Regions from separate parts of the Cricetulus griseus genome. Here region 2 is linked to region 1. The links are chromatin contacts, called in public Hi-C maps. All regions are on one chromosome and are shown on one strand. Each heading gives the region's core, a stretch centred on a gene start, on an enhancer-like site or on the middle of the called end of the contact. The rest is flanking DNA. Distances are from core to core; before and after follow the strand shown. Region 1 overlaps LOC113837426 (a long non-coding RNA gene). Region 2 holds the start of LOC118239369 (proline-rich protein 2-like).

Region 1 (7,356 bases), core at 1,496-3,995:
TTTGTTTTTGTTTTTGTTTTTAAGATTTATTTATTACATATACACTGTTCTACCTACATACCAGCAGAGGGCACCAGATCTCATTATAGATGGTTGTGAGCCACCATGTGATTGCTGGGAATTGAACTCAGGACCTCTGGAAGAGCAGCCAATGCTCTTAACCTCTGAGCCATCTCTCCAGCCCCAAATTCAGGGTTCTTAGTAGTCAAAGTGGCAGGCGGGGACTCCGATGATTGTCTGCTCTCCTGCAGCAAGGAGGGGCCCAGGCAACTCTGATGCAGATTCCTGAGGTGACCTGAAGTCCGGGGAGAGCCGCCTGACCTCCAACCATGACAAGGATGCAGCATGAAGCACCGGTGTTGCTGTAAGGCAGAGTCCCCCAGACTCTAACCCCAGTCTTCCATTTCCTTTCCAAGCACAGAAACGAAGGTAACAACCGCCAAATCTCGCCTCATCCCCTGCAACACAACATCGCCACCTGCTGGCCAAAGTGCCACAGTGGCCTTGGGCGCACCGAAAGTTTAGCTGGGAATGGCAACCAGCCATGGGTCTTTAAACACGCTTTACAGCAAGCTGTGTTCCAGTCACGATGGGCTTCCACATTTCTGGACTTCGTGTAGACGCGTGCTTTAAAACCAGAAATTAATAGGTCACTCTACGTTTTCATTGCACCCTTTCCTCAATCTGGTGTATACTGTAAGTTCCCAGGCCTGATCTTTCTGATATGTGTTATATTTTAAAAAGTGGCACAAGAGAAAGAGACCATCCAACAGAACTTGGGTGGAGGTTTTTAAATTGGGGGGGCATTGAATGGGAAAAGGGGGAGGGGGAAAGGGGAGACCAGTCTCTGGGGACAGGAGAGAGAGAGACAGACAGGCAGAGAAGCAGCGAGAGGATGGGAGGTGGGCGGGGCCCTTTTCAAAGGAACACAGTGAATGCGCACAGATGATGCTTTTAGTGGCTGCAGCTGAGGGCGTATGCTGTAAGACTTCCCAAGGACAGGCCAGTACAGATGCCTGGATACTAACATCATGATTTTAATGTACTCATGTTCTCCTACAGTCTCGTGTCACCCTGAGGAGTCGGTAGAGTGGCATTCTTTCTACTCCAGGAATAAGTCATTTCTGTGCCATGTGACAGACAATGCCACTCACCAAGGTACAATCATCTTCCATCCTTAAAATATAGGGGGAAAGCTGCTTGCAATGAAGGAGGAAAGGAGGGAGGAAAAGGAAACAGAAAAGGAAAAGGAAAAAATGGGAACAGGGCTTGGGGGTAAGGCTAGAGCGATGGCACAGTGGTTAAGAGCATTGCCTTAGAACCCAGCTGGGGTGGAACATTTGTTACACGTGTTCTCTGCACTGGGTACCATAGAGTAGAAGCCCCTAAGGTCTGAGGAACCCACGCTCCAGGTTAATTAACCTCAGCTGTTCAGAGATTATTCTCAGTTTTTTTTTTTCCATTACAGTAACCTTGTGAGGGGGTGGGGAGGCAGAAGAGGGTGTTAGATGTGTTAAATTGTGTGAATGTGTGCAGGTATTCATCCACGTGTGTGTAAAAGAGACAAAGAAAAGAGGCACAAAGATCGAGAGGCGGCACAGAGATTTATTTCTAAGGATGAGGCTGCAGAATAAAAATGCCAGTCCCCTCTCAAGCTTCTCAAGCAGAAATCAAGCATTTGGTAAATTGATTAAGTGCTTGGAATAACCCTTCTGACAGCTGGGTCCCCTGTCGTTCTGGATCTGGGAAGTTGGTCAAAGACCACACGCCAGTCTTGGTGCGATCACCTCATTCAGGCCCCAAAGCAACAGATGTTGAAAGACGGAGCAGCATCCCCCACTGGCCTCATGCTTGCTAGAGTTACTTGAAGATTCTCAAGGCTGATTTCCCTGGCTCGGACCCCAAGAAACCTCTCCACTCTGATCTTTCCTAGAACAGGCTTTGGTTTTACGTCTGGGAATCGGGTGAAATCTTAACCCATTGTGTTTTGCGTCATCCTGAAGATGTCCACACAGACCCGCATCTGCACGTACCCGATGGTACCCTCCAGCAGCCTGCATGCCTCTGGCCAGCCTGTCTTTCCAGTCAATCCCTGCACTCAGTCCTAGAGGGAATTTTAGAATAAACCTAGCGTATCTTTGTCCAGCAGGTGGCGCTGTGGACCGCGCTCTGCAAGACCATCTGAAGGTAATTTTAGGGACTCTCCAGAGCCCTCACAGCTTTTCTCCCGAAGCCTGGAATTAGTTAGTCTCATTTGATACACCGTCCCTTTCTCTGAAATCTTTAAAACATTATTCATTCACCACAAGCCTGTGAATGGATCGCAAACGTACAAACTACATCAATTAAAAATATGCAGGCTGTTTGGTTTTGGAGACAGGGTTTCTCTGTGTATCCCTGGCTGTCCTGGAACTCATTCTGTCGACCAGGCTGGCCTCGAACTCAAAGCTTTGCCTGCCTCTGCCTCACAAGTGGTGAGATTCAAGGTGTGTGCCACCAACACCTGGCTAATAACCAAACTTGCAAGGGGCTATGGGCAAGGATTTAGGGGGAAGTGACTTGTTGCATAGAGGCTAAGTGACCCCAACCTGAATCATACCATCTGGGTGTGACTGGGACCATCTGGGAGAGCTTTGGCATGTCTCATGCCATCTAAGTCTGGCCTGCAAGTCTGAGTTCTGAGTTGTCCAGGTCTATGGCATGTACAGGCCTTGGGTGAAGCCATTGAGTAGTTAAGGACTCCCTGCTCCTTGATGATGATCTCAGAGCAAAGGTATCCAGGCCTTGCTGCTGGTGGTGGTTGCTGATGCAGCCCTGTAAACTGGGTAGCAGAGCTCGGTCAGCAGCTAGAAATGCCTTGTGCCTTGCCAGTCTGTGGTTGCTGAATCATCTCACTGGTTCCCTAGTTGGATCCATTCCCAAAGCCTCTTTAGGGGGCTGTCCCAGCATCACTCGGAGAAGGAAAGCTCGTGTTTTGTTAGCAGACAAAATCAGCTGAAAGCCTCAGGCTCGGAACTGCTACCAACCCCTGCCTCCTTCTGGTACCTGAACACCCTGCTTATTCATTAAGAGTCTTTAAAGGGAAGAGGAACCTCGGTCCTCAAGACAGAAATAAGCACAGCTGAGGTTTCAGAGCCCAAAGGACTGCAGGCCTGGGCCTGTACATTCCGGCACTCTGTCCATCTTCTTTGGAGCAGCCTCATCACCAGTGTCAGACAGAGAGATGACAGATATGGCCAAGCTGCCTCAAGAATCTCCTCGTTGCTCTTTGAAGCAAGCTGGAGACGCCCTGATTCTGGAATGCTGACCAGGAACAGGTGGCTGGCCGCATCCATCTGCCTCAGATTAAAAAATGCTCAGGTTGATCTGACAACCCAGACCAAGGACAGACACACTTCCATAAGAGAGCCCTTTCCCTTTAAGAATGATTTTTAGTGTGTGTGTGTGTGTGTCTGTCTGTCTGTCTGTCTGTCTGTCTGTGTCTGTAAAGAGGTGAAGTCAGAAGAGGGCATTGGATCCCCTGGACCTGGAGTTACAGGTGTTTGAGGGCCAGCTGGTTCTAGTTTGGGAAATGAGACTTGGGTCCTCTGTGAGAGCCTTAAATGCTCTTAACCTCTGAGCCATCTCTGCAGCCCCAGGAGAAAGAACACTCCTTAGTGCCACAGCCTCATCATTTGTCCTGGTCCCCAAGGCCACAGTTCTCTTCCACTTTACTCAGCCATGGAAAAATGTAAAATACAGAAGACAGAGAGCACTCAAGTGAAACTCAATGTGTAGCCTCATCTAGTTCCCCAGATTACCAAGAGATTGACAACCGTCTGATACTGTTCTTCGTAACCTTGAGGCTAAAGTCAAAGCTCGGCTCTACTGGGCAGTCTGCTCTCCATCTCTGCTAACTTCCAGAGGCTGCCCACATTCTCTGGTTGTGACTTTTCCCTCAAGTCACCCTTACCTCTTCCTGAGGTTGTCCCTCCCCTGCTACCCACTCTAGTCTCCTTCCTCCAGGATATAAGGGCCCTGTGGCCACCTTGTGCCTGTCCAGGTGTCTTAGGATAATCTCCTTATTTTAGCACCCTTAATGGTCAGGCACACCTGTGGCCAGCCCCTAAGTAGGCGTCGCTATAGCTTCCCCTACAGGAACACATCTGTAGCATTGATTATTCAGAGCTACATTCCTGGAATTAGGAGGCAGACATCTCTGTGGCCACTTGTGAGCATAGCACGGGGGGGGGGGGGGGGGGAGGGGGAGCTATCAGACATCCAGGCACAGCCACCTCACAACTGTGTCCTTGCTGAAGTTCTTCCTGAGTGAACAGTTGCAAACAAGCACCATGATCCAGGAAATCTATAGATGGCCATTAATTTGAGGGGCTATTCTCTACCCCTGAACACTGGCCAGTTGTAGGTCTCTGTTAATCCCCACGTACTGCCAAGAGATTCTCTGATGATGGCCGTGGCCTCTGCATTTCTAAGAAGTCACTTCATGGCCTGGAGAAATGGCCCAGTGGCTAAGAGCACCTGTTGCTCATCCAGAGGACCCAGATTCAGTTCCCAGCCACCCATGTTAGGCAGTGACAATGACTTGTAACTTTAGCTCCAGAGAATCCGATGCCTTTGGTCTCTGAAGGCACACACATACGCTTAGCATATATTCAAACACACACACACACACACACACACACACACACACACACACCACACAAATAATAAACAAACAAAATCCTAAGATGAGTCTAGAAAGGCAGACTCATTAGTATCTCAGAGAGATACTTGCAGCCTAGGTGGATATCATAGCCAACAGTGTCAAAGGTGTAAGCATTGCAGCTCAGATGAAAAAGGATCCTGGGAGTCAGGAGCCAAGGAATACTAGAGTCACCCAAACACAGCAACTTACAGCCCTTCTCCAGGGAAAGGTTTCCCCAATGTAACAACTCCAATTGTCAGGGGAGGTTTTCCCAGTAAAGTTGTTACATTTCTGCTGAGGTCCCCCGGAGTGTAACAAACTCTGCTACCCTAGCAAAGTTGTTACATTTCTGCTCGCCCCTCCCTCTAGTGAAAGCTGTTACTTCTCTGTTCCCATTCCTGGGAAAGGTCTTCCTCAAACCTCATTCAGGAATTTACCGGGATGGAAGAATCCAAGCGGGTGGCTGCCTGTGCCCGGGTGGAAAAGGCGGCCCCCACTCAGCAGGTACAGGGCTTATATAGGGCTTCTCAGAGGTAGAATTTTTCCAGTGTAGGAATTGTTCAAACTCCAATCCCTAAACTTGGACAAACTCACAGACTGACAAGATTTCGTGCTCAGGGATTGGTTGGTTTTCCTGCTCAGGGATTGTTTATTTGTACTGAGTTGGCCAGGGATGGAGTGTGTTTCTTTCACTGGCCCTTTTTAACCTCTTGTCTCCGGTCTCAGGGTCAGGGTGTGTTTCTTTGGCTGTCCCTTTTACCCTATAGAAGGCAGGTGGGAACCCAGTCTTCTTTGTTGATGAAAGTTGTGAAAATTACTTTCGGGTTAAAAGGAAGTTAAAATCAAAAGCAAAAACCATCCTTGTGGCTGCTGGGGAGCGGAGGACGTTTTCTTCTGTGGTGTAGCCACTAAGGTGCCTGTACTCCTGTAAATAAACTCTTGCCTGTGCTTCTGCAAGCAACGCTAAGGAAACTCATCGGTTCACAAAAACATGAAAACAGAGGATGAGTTGGAAAGAGGGAGGGGATCAACAGGAGTGGGAGCTGGCCAGAAGGTGATGGGAGACCAATATGATCAAAATACACAATACACAAGTATGGACATGTCATAGTAAAATCCATTGTTATATTAATGAATGTGTAACAATACAAACTTAAGCCAAATTATCTTTTAGCATCAGTTTATTGTTTTCATAAGGGAAATTTGCAAACCAGAATTAAATGACTCCTCCAAGCCCCTATACACAGTGATCATACAATAACTGAACTTGCATCTAGCTCGCTCTGTGTACCTGACAGTGTGGGATGAGCTAAATGACCCCACAAGAGTGACTATTGAGGGACACAGGGACAGTTTTGTGAATAAAGGCACTTGCTGCTAAGCCTGATGACTTGAGTTCCGTCCCCAAAAGCCACACGGTGAAAGGAGAGAATTGAGTCCCCCAAGTTGTTCTCTGACCTCCACGTGTTCTTGCTGTGGTATTTGTACACACACACACACACACACACACACACACACACACGAACAAATAAATAAATGCAATTTAACATTGTAAAAGGGGGCACTTGTCTCCACTCCTTTCTTCTATGGCTGCTATTCAGTCACACGGACCAAGCAGTCCTGTCTCTTCAAGTCAGTCCCTACAAACTGCAGCCAGCTCTCTACCTAGGATGGCGGTTAATATCAGTTCACAGAGATGGGGTTCTCTGAACAAGGCTCTGGTGGAATGAAATGAAGGATGTGTCACAGTAAAAACCACTGTAGTCAGTCTCTCTGGTAGACGCAGGAAGGAATAGCTCTCAGCCTATTGCTGCCGTCATCGTCACCGGTGCCATCACCTTTTGATGGTGTAAATTATGTATTTCAAACATGGGGATATGTGTTCGCATCCCATGCCCTTCCAACAATGTGTGTGGTACCCAACCACTGAGATGTGACAGCTGTTTTCCCTCCCCTTGGATCTAGGCTGGGCTAAAGCCCTAGTCACTGTGTGTAGTGAGAGTGTAGGTACCTGTGGCGCTGACCCCGCCCATTCGGATGTGGTCACAGGTAAGCGGGTGGGATTTTGGTCTAAGAGGACAGGCTTGCTCTCTCTGGGTTCTGGTCAGGTCTTGGACGGCAACTGAGATTGGATGCTCAGAGTGCTGACCCTGGGTCATCGGTTTCTCATGTAAGTGATTTCTCCCCATTAAAATTAACCCACATCATCCCAATCCCGAGTATTGTGATTTGTACTGCCACAACTGTGAAGCAGAAACAAGTCATTCATCTCTACACTATCCTGACCAACTTCCAGAATCCATGCATTTCATAAATGTTTGTTTTAAGTCACTAGGTGTGGAGGTCTCACTCAGCCACAATCACTGGACCGTGTGCAGGCACGTGGGGCACAGAAGTGCCATCCATCTGAAGAAAGGAAGTGTCTAAACCTAGAGCATCGATTGTGACTTTGCAAACATCTGTCAGTGGTCCAGTGTGATGGGAGAATGTCCTTCTGTATGCTGTGAATATATGTTTCTCTTATTGGTTTAATAAAATGCTGATTGGCCAGTAGCCAGGCAGGAAGGATGGGTGGGGCTACCAGACTAGGAGAATGCTGGGAAGAGAAGGCAGGGAGGAGCTGCCAGAGAGATGCCATGTAGCTACTGGAAAAGTAGGTTGTCCACGCATTC
Region 2 (7,356 bases), core at 2,934-5,433, 70 kb after region 1:
GAAACTGTCTATAAGCAGAAAAAGAAAAATGTTACCGGAAGTACTGTAGTTTTCAAGCTCGAAACTAGGAATGTGCACAGAAATTTGAAGCAGCTCACATCTAATCTGCTGTCACATCCCTGTAACTGAAGCAAGACACCAGCTGGTAGCAAGGCAGAGGCACCGCCTTCCGCCAACACACACACACACACACACACACACACACACACACACACACACACACACACACACGCGCGCGCGCGCGCGCGCGCTCCATCGTCTCCACTCCGTTTCCAGCCCTTCTCCTTTATATTTCAAACCAAACGCCCTGGTCATCACACACAATCACCGTTATACCATACTCTCTAGGCAGTGGCGCTCAGACAATGGAATGAAGAAGACGCCTTCAAGGGTAAAAAGCAGACAGAAGACAAGAGGGTCTGGGTAGCAGTCTCAAAAAAAAAAAACAAAAAAAAAAAACAAAAAACAAAAACATTGTGCGGATAAAGAGGAGACAACAAAGGAAGAAATATTTTCAAGTTTACTGCTGTAAACGCTGATCACACAGGGAATATCTGTAAATGTCTTCAGACTTTTTTTTTCTTTTTCTCCCCCCAAGATAGGGTTTCTCTGTGTGACAGCCCTGGCCTGGATTTGTAGACCAGGCTGCCCTGGAACTCAAGAGATCCTCCTGCCCCTGCTTCCTGAGTGCTAGGACTAAAGGCGAGGGCCACCACACCCAGCTTCTTCAAACGTTTCTAGTTGCCACCGCTGGAAATGGGATACTGATGGCATCAGGCAGGGCTATCGCTGGACACCTAGCAATTCCCAAGACACGCCCTGACTAACAAAGCACAGACCTGATATAAGCTACCTATAGCTTTTACCAAATTCTCAAATGAGATATGAATCAAAAACTCAAAGAACACTGGCTTTTATGAATATTCCCCCTAAGTCACGGGAGAAAAGAGTCCCGCCAGGTCCTGCTGCCCTTCTCAGCCTCAAACAGGCATGCAAACACTATAATAATTACAAAACTATTGGCTGATGACTAGGGCTCATTGGCTAGCTCTGTCTTAATTAGTAACCCATGTCTATTAATCTATGTATTTCTACATGGCCTTATCTTACCACAGAATGCCCTGCACGCCCTATCCTACCGGTCCCTCCATGTGTCCCCTTCTGGCCTTCTCTGCCTACCTTTCCCAGAATTCTTGTCTCCTTGCCTGGCCTATCTTCCTGCCTCTACTGGCTATTGGCCAAACAGTGTTTTATTCACAACCAATAAGAGAAACATATATACAAAAGGACATCTACCCATCAACACACCAATTCTGCTTCAAATCAGAAGTCATCAGACCCATCCCATCCGGGTCTGGCCCCCACAGACTTCATGGCCCTTTCCACTGTCCATTGTCATTCCTAGCTATAGACAGGTTTTTTTTTTTTTTTTTTTTTTTTTTTTTTGTTCTACCATCTCTAGATCCTTCAAGGATCTCATTCCACAAGACAGGTTAATATAATTATAAACGTGACAACTATTAACTATTAAGATATCAACGTTATTGGGGGTGGGGACTAGAGAGATGGTTCAGGGGTTAAGAGCACTGGCTGTTCCTCCAGAGGTCCTGAGTTCAATTCCCAGCAACCACATGTTGGCTCACAACCATCTGTAACTAACGGGATCTGCTGGTGTTGGTGAAGACAGAGCACTCATACACATAAAATAAACATTTTTTTTAAAAAGGCTATTAACCTTGTAGCTTCATGATATGTGTTTCAAACCCCATTCTCTTTAGACGCGTTCTGTTCAATAACCATTTTCTTTAACTTTTTTTTCTTTTTTTTCCTCAACACATCCCTGGGCCCTGGCAAACAGTAATAAAACTGAGTTTACAGCCTTCCACCCTCGGTAGTCACAAAACCTAAAAGCATGTCACTAAATGTTAACAAAGGCATGTGAGGGTAAGGCGGAACGAATCACACACCGGCACACGCCAATCACGGCCCAGTTGCACACGCAGTATGGAGCAAGCTCTCCTGTTTGTGGCTCGCTCCAGCAGCCCTGTGACCCAGCCGTCAGAGCCCAGGTAAATTAGGACTCTTCTCATCCTCAGTATTCCCCGGGGGAGTGCCAGGCAAATGTGAGATTCAGGCTGGGTTGCGGTGACTCACTCACTCACTCACTCACGGGAGGGTCAGAGTTCTATCCAGGGCAGCCTTCTCTTTATTTACTTATTTTTAGGGCCACGGATACAGTGTATCTATTTAGCTCTAACCGGAAAGCAGCAGGTCGGAGGGCCGCGAGTGTAGACCTTTACCAGGCCCTTTCTGAACACCAGTAGACAGGGCTCCCTCCCTCTCATCCTAGACAACTGCGACCGCTCTGAACCAGGTTGTTTGGAGCTCACCACGTGGGGGGGAGGGGATGTCACCTTTAAACTCTTTTCTTTCCCCCCCAATTATCAGCGATGCAGCAGCCGGGGGCCCGGTGGGTCAGGCTCCAGCCTCCAGCTCCGTGCAGAGCCCCGGGCCGGGGGCCAGAGATACCCGGGGCCGGGAACCGGTGAGAGAACAATGGCTGCGAGCCTGACATGGGGGTCACGGCCGAGCCGCGGCCACGCGGGGGTCCAGGCGTCTCCCAGGCCGGTGCCGCTACCGCCTCATCGGGCTGCCCGGCCGGCCAGGGAAGCGCTAACGAGGCGGGTGAGCGGGAGAACGGGCGAGCCGCTCGCCCGCCAGGCCCGGGGGGTCACGCACGGGCGAGCGGGCGAGCGAGGGAGGGAGCAAGGGCGCTGGCCCTGCGGTTCCCGCCCGAGGCCCCGCCCCCTCCGCGCTTATGTAACAGGGGAGCGCTGCCATTGGCCGGCGCGGCCGGAAGGGCGGGCGCGGGCGGGCGGGCGCGCGCGAGGGGCGGGGCGCCCGCGGCCGCGGGAAGGGCGAGGGGCGGGGCCTCGCGGGCGGAAGGGCGGGAGCACGGCGCGGCGTGCGCGCGCACGAGCAGACGGGGCCCCGCTTCGGGCTCGGGCGCGGAGGGAAAGGAGGAAGGGCGGGCGTGCGAGCGAGCGGGCGAGCGGGCGAGCGGGCTGGCTGGCGGGCGCGCGCTGCGGCGGGTGTGCGAGCGTGCGAGCGGGCGTGCGAGCGAGCGGGCGTGCGAGGCGCGGGCTGTTGTGCTCCCGGCTCTGCTCGGTCCGTCCTCGGCGGCTGGCGGAGGCCCCAAGCGGTGCGGGGCGCGTCCCTTCCTTCCCTGCTCGCCCTGCCCGGCTCCCTCTCGCGCGGCGCGGTCTCCCGGACGCCAGACCGGCCCCGGCCCGGGTGAGCGGCGCCGCTGGACGCGGGCGGGAGCCGGGGTGGGAGGGCACGCGGCGGCGGCGGCGGGCGGCGGGAGGCGGGGCGAGCGGGCGGGCGGGCGAGCGGGTGAGCATCGGGCTCCGTGCGGAGCAGGCGCGGGGCTGCGGGCTCCCCCCAGGCCTCGGGCTGGGCTGAGCTGCAGCCGCGGGGTGGAGTCTGCCCACGATCGGGTGTTCGAAGCCCGGATCGGGCCGCGGAGCCGGCCTGGGCCTCTCCCTGGGGCTGGCTGCAGAGTGCGAGCCTGTTCCCCGGCTACCCGGCTTCGGAGGAAGTTGTCGGGGTGTGAGCGGCCCCTCAGGGCCGGGCTTGACTTGTTGCCTCCTTTCCCAAGCGCCCTGGTTTTCCAAGAACTCTTTTTTCCTGGTTCTCAGCTCCTTTGCAGCCTCCGGGGAGGATGGAAAAGTTTCGTTAAAAAAGAGAGAAGGAAAGAGAGAAAACCAGCGGGTAGCTGTCTGCAAACGATGAGTCTGTCTGTGGCCTTTTCAGTTGGCCGCAGGGTTTTGTCGAGACCTCGAGGGGCTTGGTCGGGAGCAGATCGTAAGCTGAGCTGTCCGAAAGCAGGTGGTTGCGCCGCTTGCACTTCTGCTTTCGCAAAGGAAACCGGTGCCCTGTCAGAAGTTAGGGCCTGCCCCACGCAGCTAGCCTGTTAGAGCGGATCTCCTCTGCCTGGTGTTGCGTTTTTTTGTTTTTTGTGTTTTTTTGTGTCTTCAGAAAGAACAAGTGGACACAGGCCGTTTTGTTACTGTTGCGAGGTGGTAAAGGAAATGGGGTTAAATCCCAGGTGTGCTGTCGTGCTTTAGGTACGAAGCCCTAAATCCGAAAGTTGAAAAGAGGCTTCCCTCACCCGGTGACATTGTTGTTAAGAGTACGGTGCATGGGAAAGGTTATCAGAAATAGCTGTTCTAACTTCTAGGTTGCATGGAGAGTTCTGGAATTGGTGATGTGCTGTTTTGTAACTTCATAGAGCAAAGATAAAATTCCTAAGGACTGTTCCTCAAAAGTAGTGTCTTCGCATACGTAACCAACCGTATTGTATGGAAGAGTTAGGTCTGAAGTAACCAGATGTTTTAGCAAGGCTCTGATACGAAGACAGATGGACGTTAAGAATGTTTTCAAAGTGCTGGTGTGCATAGATTGAAGACCCACATCAAAACGTACTTTTAAATATGCCATTGGGCGTAATGCAACACGCCTTTAATCCCAGCACTCAGGAGGCAGAGGCAGGTACATCTCTGTGAGTTCAAGGTCAGCCTGGGATTGGTTTAAATCGCAAAAATGAAGTGTAATCTTTATGATAAACAGTAGCTATTTGCCTTGGATGGTTATGGATTTCTTCTATTAGACTAGCATATTAAACATTCTTGTAGTTAGTGAAAGACTGGACAGGCTTTATAGGGAAAGCATTAATTCTCCTGGCTGTTTTATCAGACTTTCAGTGCATTGTGTAACAGCAGTGGGAAAGTGTCCAGTAAGTGTACATTTGTCCAGTTTCCATTGGGGGCAGGGAGGTTGGGAGGGGAGCTCTTGACTGTTTGTGTGAAACACTTTTGACTTTCTGTCCAGTAACTAATGAGGGTTCCAGTCAGAAAAGGCTAGCCCTCTTCTGCTAAGGTCCTTGTATGTTCCTGTCTTTCAGTGATTTCAAAGTTTAGGATGTAATTACAGTGCTGTTCAAAATGACATAGGATCTAACTTTCACATGCTTCAAAAGCACTGTCTGCTAGGTCCTGTGTGAACAGGTTTAATTTGTGCTGCCTAACTAGCAGTCTGGTTTTCACAGGACTCTCTCAGGTTACAATTTGTCGTAACACATTTTTCACTCCAGGCGGTCAGTAGCAAAGAGTAGGAAGACATTTTCAGCTTTGCAGAAGGTACCCTTATACCAGAAGACTAATTGGTCCTTATAATTTGTGTGGCTGGGCCTGCCAGGTGGCTGAGCAGATGAAGGTGCTGTCAAGCCTTGAGGGTCTGAGTTGGAATCCGGAAGTTGTTCACCACAACCTCTATACTCCATATCCCTGTGTTTCCATGTGGGAAAGAACTTTTAAAGGAACATTTGATAGCATAATAGTTTATTGAAGCCCAAGGACTGAAAGGAACAATTGCTGTCCTCCTGTGACCTCTTTTAGCTAGTGGCACTTAAAAAAAAACCTCGAGTTATAAGTCACAGTAGAGGCTGTTGGGGAGGGAAGTTAACTTTGTCACTTGACTACTTTTATAATCAAACAATGAAGGGAGACTAAACTTTGGAGCATCATCTCGGTAGAGTGAAAGAGAAGGAAAACCTTTGGGAGTGGGCTATGGTCTTGCTCTGTAGGCCAGGTTGACCGGAGCGTGAAGCCTTTCTCCCTCCGCCTCCAGTGCTGAGACGGGGCCTTTGCGATTCCAGTCCCAGCCCCGATGATTGAATTTTTAAAAGCAAGTACACACATACCTTATAATCATTACCTGTTTTAAGGTACAGAACATTTTCATCACCCTCCAATGCCTCTCCTGTCATCTCTCCTCAGTCATTACTCTGTAAATAGCAAAGTGACCTCTTTAACTGTGACTCTGCCTGTTTTGAACTTTGTACAATATAATTTTTTTCTAACTGCCCTCTTTCCTTGATATTGAGATACAAACTCGTAGAAATAATTTCTTTTGTTTGTTTTTCGAGGCAGGGTCTCAATTTGTAGCCCTGGCTGGCCTGGAACTTTCTGCGTGCCTCTGCACCTGAGTGCTGGGATTAAAGGCGTGTGTGCCACCAGGCCTGGCTAGAAGTGATTATTTTTGAATGGTGCCTGACATTCCTCTGTGTGTTATCTATTTTTACAACTGATTGGTTTTTGAGCCATCTCTAGTTTTAGGACAGGCACTATGTATATGCCTTGGTGTTCATAACATTTGATTCTATTGCACTAGTACCAAGAGAGGAATTTGAGGTCACAGTGTACACAACTACCAACCAGATTTCCGTGGTGGCCTTGTATTTACTTCTAATCTAGCAGCATTGTATGTGAGTTTGAAATTCCATTCACATGGCTTGCTAAACATCTCTATAAAATTTAAGTAGCCAGTATTAGAGATGGCTCAGCAGTTAAGAGCACTGGCTGCTCTTCCAGATGAGCCGGGTTCAAGTCCCAGCACCCACATGGCAGCTCATTACTGCCCGTAACTCTAGTTTCAGGGGATCTGACACCTTCATACAGACACATATGCAGGAAAAACAGGAATGTACATGAAATAAAAATAGTTTTAAAGATTTTAGGTAGTTTCTGATTACTAAAAGAGAACTACTAGAAAATCACTGAATGCTTAAATTGATGCTAACTCTGATGCCTAACCTTCTGTTTTAGATATGGCTCGTGGACAGCAGAAGATTCAGTCTCAGCAGAAAAATGCCAAAAAGCAGGCTGGACAAAAGAAGAAACAAGGCCACGACCAAAAGGCTGCTGCCAAAGCTGCCTTAATATATACCTGCACAGTCTGTAGGGTAAGGGACCCCATAGACTGCTTTCTGGTAGACAGCTCTTACCCTGCAAATATGTATAGGTTAAGTCCCCCTCACGCCCCTCCACAACAAAATGGACGGTTTATTTGAACTCAGATTCGAGAGTGGTTTTCTTTTCGGAATCCATCCTACAGTCACACATTCAAGAAACATTTTCTGTGTGGTTCCTGTGGCTGTGCACGCAGGAAAATGACAAAACAAAGTTCTGCCCCTTGTGTAGAATAAAGTTGTCTTCATAGAGCTTATAATAAAACCTTGTTACAGCTTATATAGCTTACAACCTTGGGTGTTGTAAAAAGATCCCAGCTGCAGTCTTCTGTGGATAGGGCTAAACTTGGTGTGGTGCCAGTGAGTGTCACCCTGCCCGTGTAGGCGTCTTTCCCCCATTTCCCACCAGATCACGGTCTGAGCACATAGAGTGCCTCATGACCAGAGTTAACTCGTCCTAAGAGCTGTTGGAATTTGCCTGCCATGTATGAGGTGGAGCCAGGTATCGTACCTGTACTCTCACGTGCCCGACCCACACATGAATT

Evidence for each region. Hi-C and Micro-C count contacts between places; a contact is called where the count stands out from the background.
Region 2: a Hi-C map of the CHO-K1 cell line shows a contact between it and region 1, with 5 times the contacts expected there. The contact joins the promoter of LOC118239369 here to the enhancer-like site in region 1. A contact is called at or near these places in 3 of 8 Hi-C or Micro-C datasets (the CHO-K1 cell line and fibroblasts).

Annotation. Positions count from the first base shown.
Region 1 is chr10:14,460,731-14,468,086 of CriGri-PICRH-1.0, forward strand. LOC113837426 (a long non-coding RNA gene) reads right to left here. Exons shown (of 3, transcript XR_003488000.2): 2 at 6,696-6,834; 3 at 6,180-6,522. Among named protein-coding and RNA genes, the nearest start is that of Znf706, 67 kb to the right of the region's middle. Within about 2 kb of position 2,746, at least 5 of the 6 cell types and tissues checked have open chromatin away from gene starts, as enhancers often do. A contact at or near this core is called in the CHO-K1 cell line and fibroblasts, where this site is marked.
Region 2 is chr10:14,528,816-14,536,171 of CriGri-PICRH-1.0, forward strand. LOC118239369 (proline-rich protein 2-like) reads right to left here and starts at 4,184. Exons shown (of 3, transcript XM_035449662.1): 1 at 4,175-4,184; 2 at 3,841-3,938; 3 at 2,817-3,713. The coding sequence starts at 4,184. The coding sequence ends at 2,817. Znf706 (zinc finger protein 706) reads left to right here and starts at 3,064. Exons shown (of 4, transcript XM_027431487.2): 1 at 3,064-3,294; 2 at 6,669-6,805. The coding sequence starts at 6,671. It overlaps LOC118239357 (a long non-coding RNA gene), which reads right to left and starts at 2,795. Exons shown (of 2, transcript XR_004771273.1): 1 at 1,736-2,795.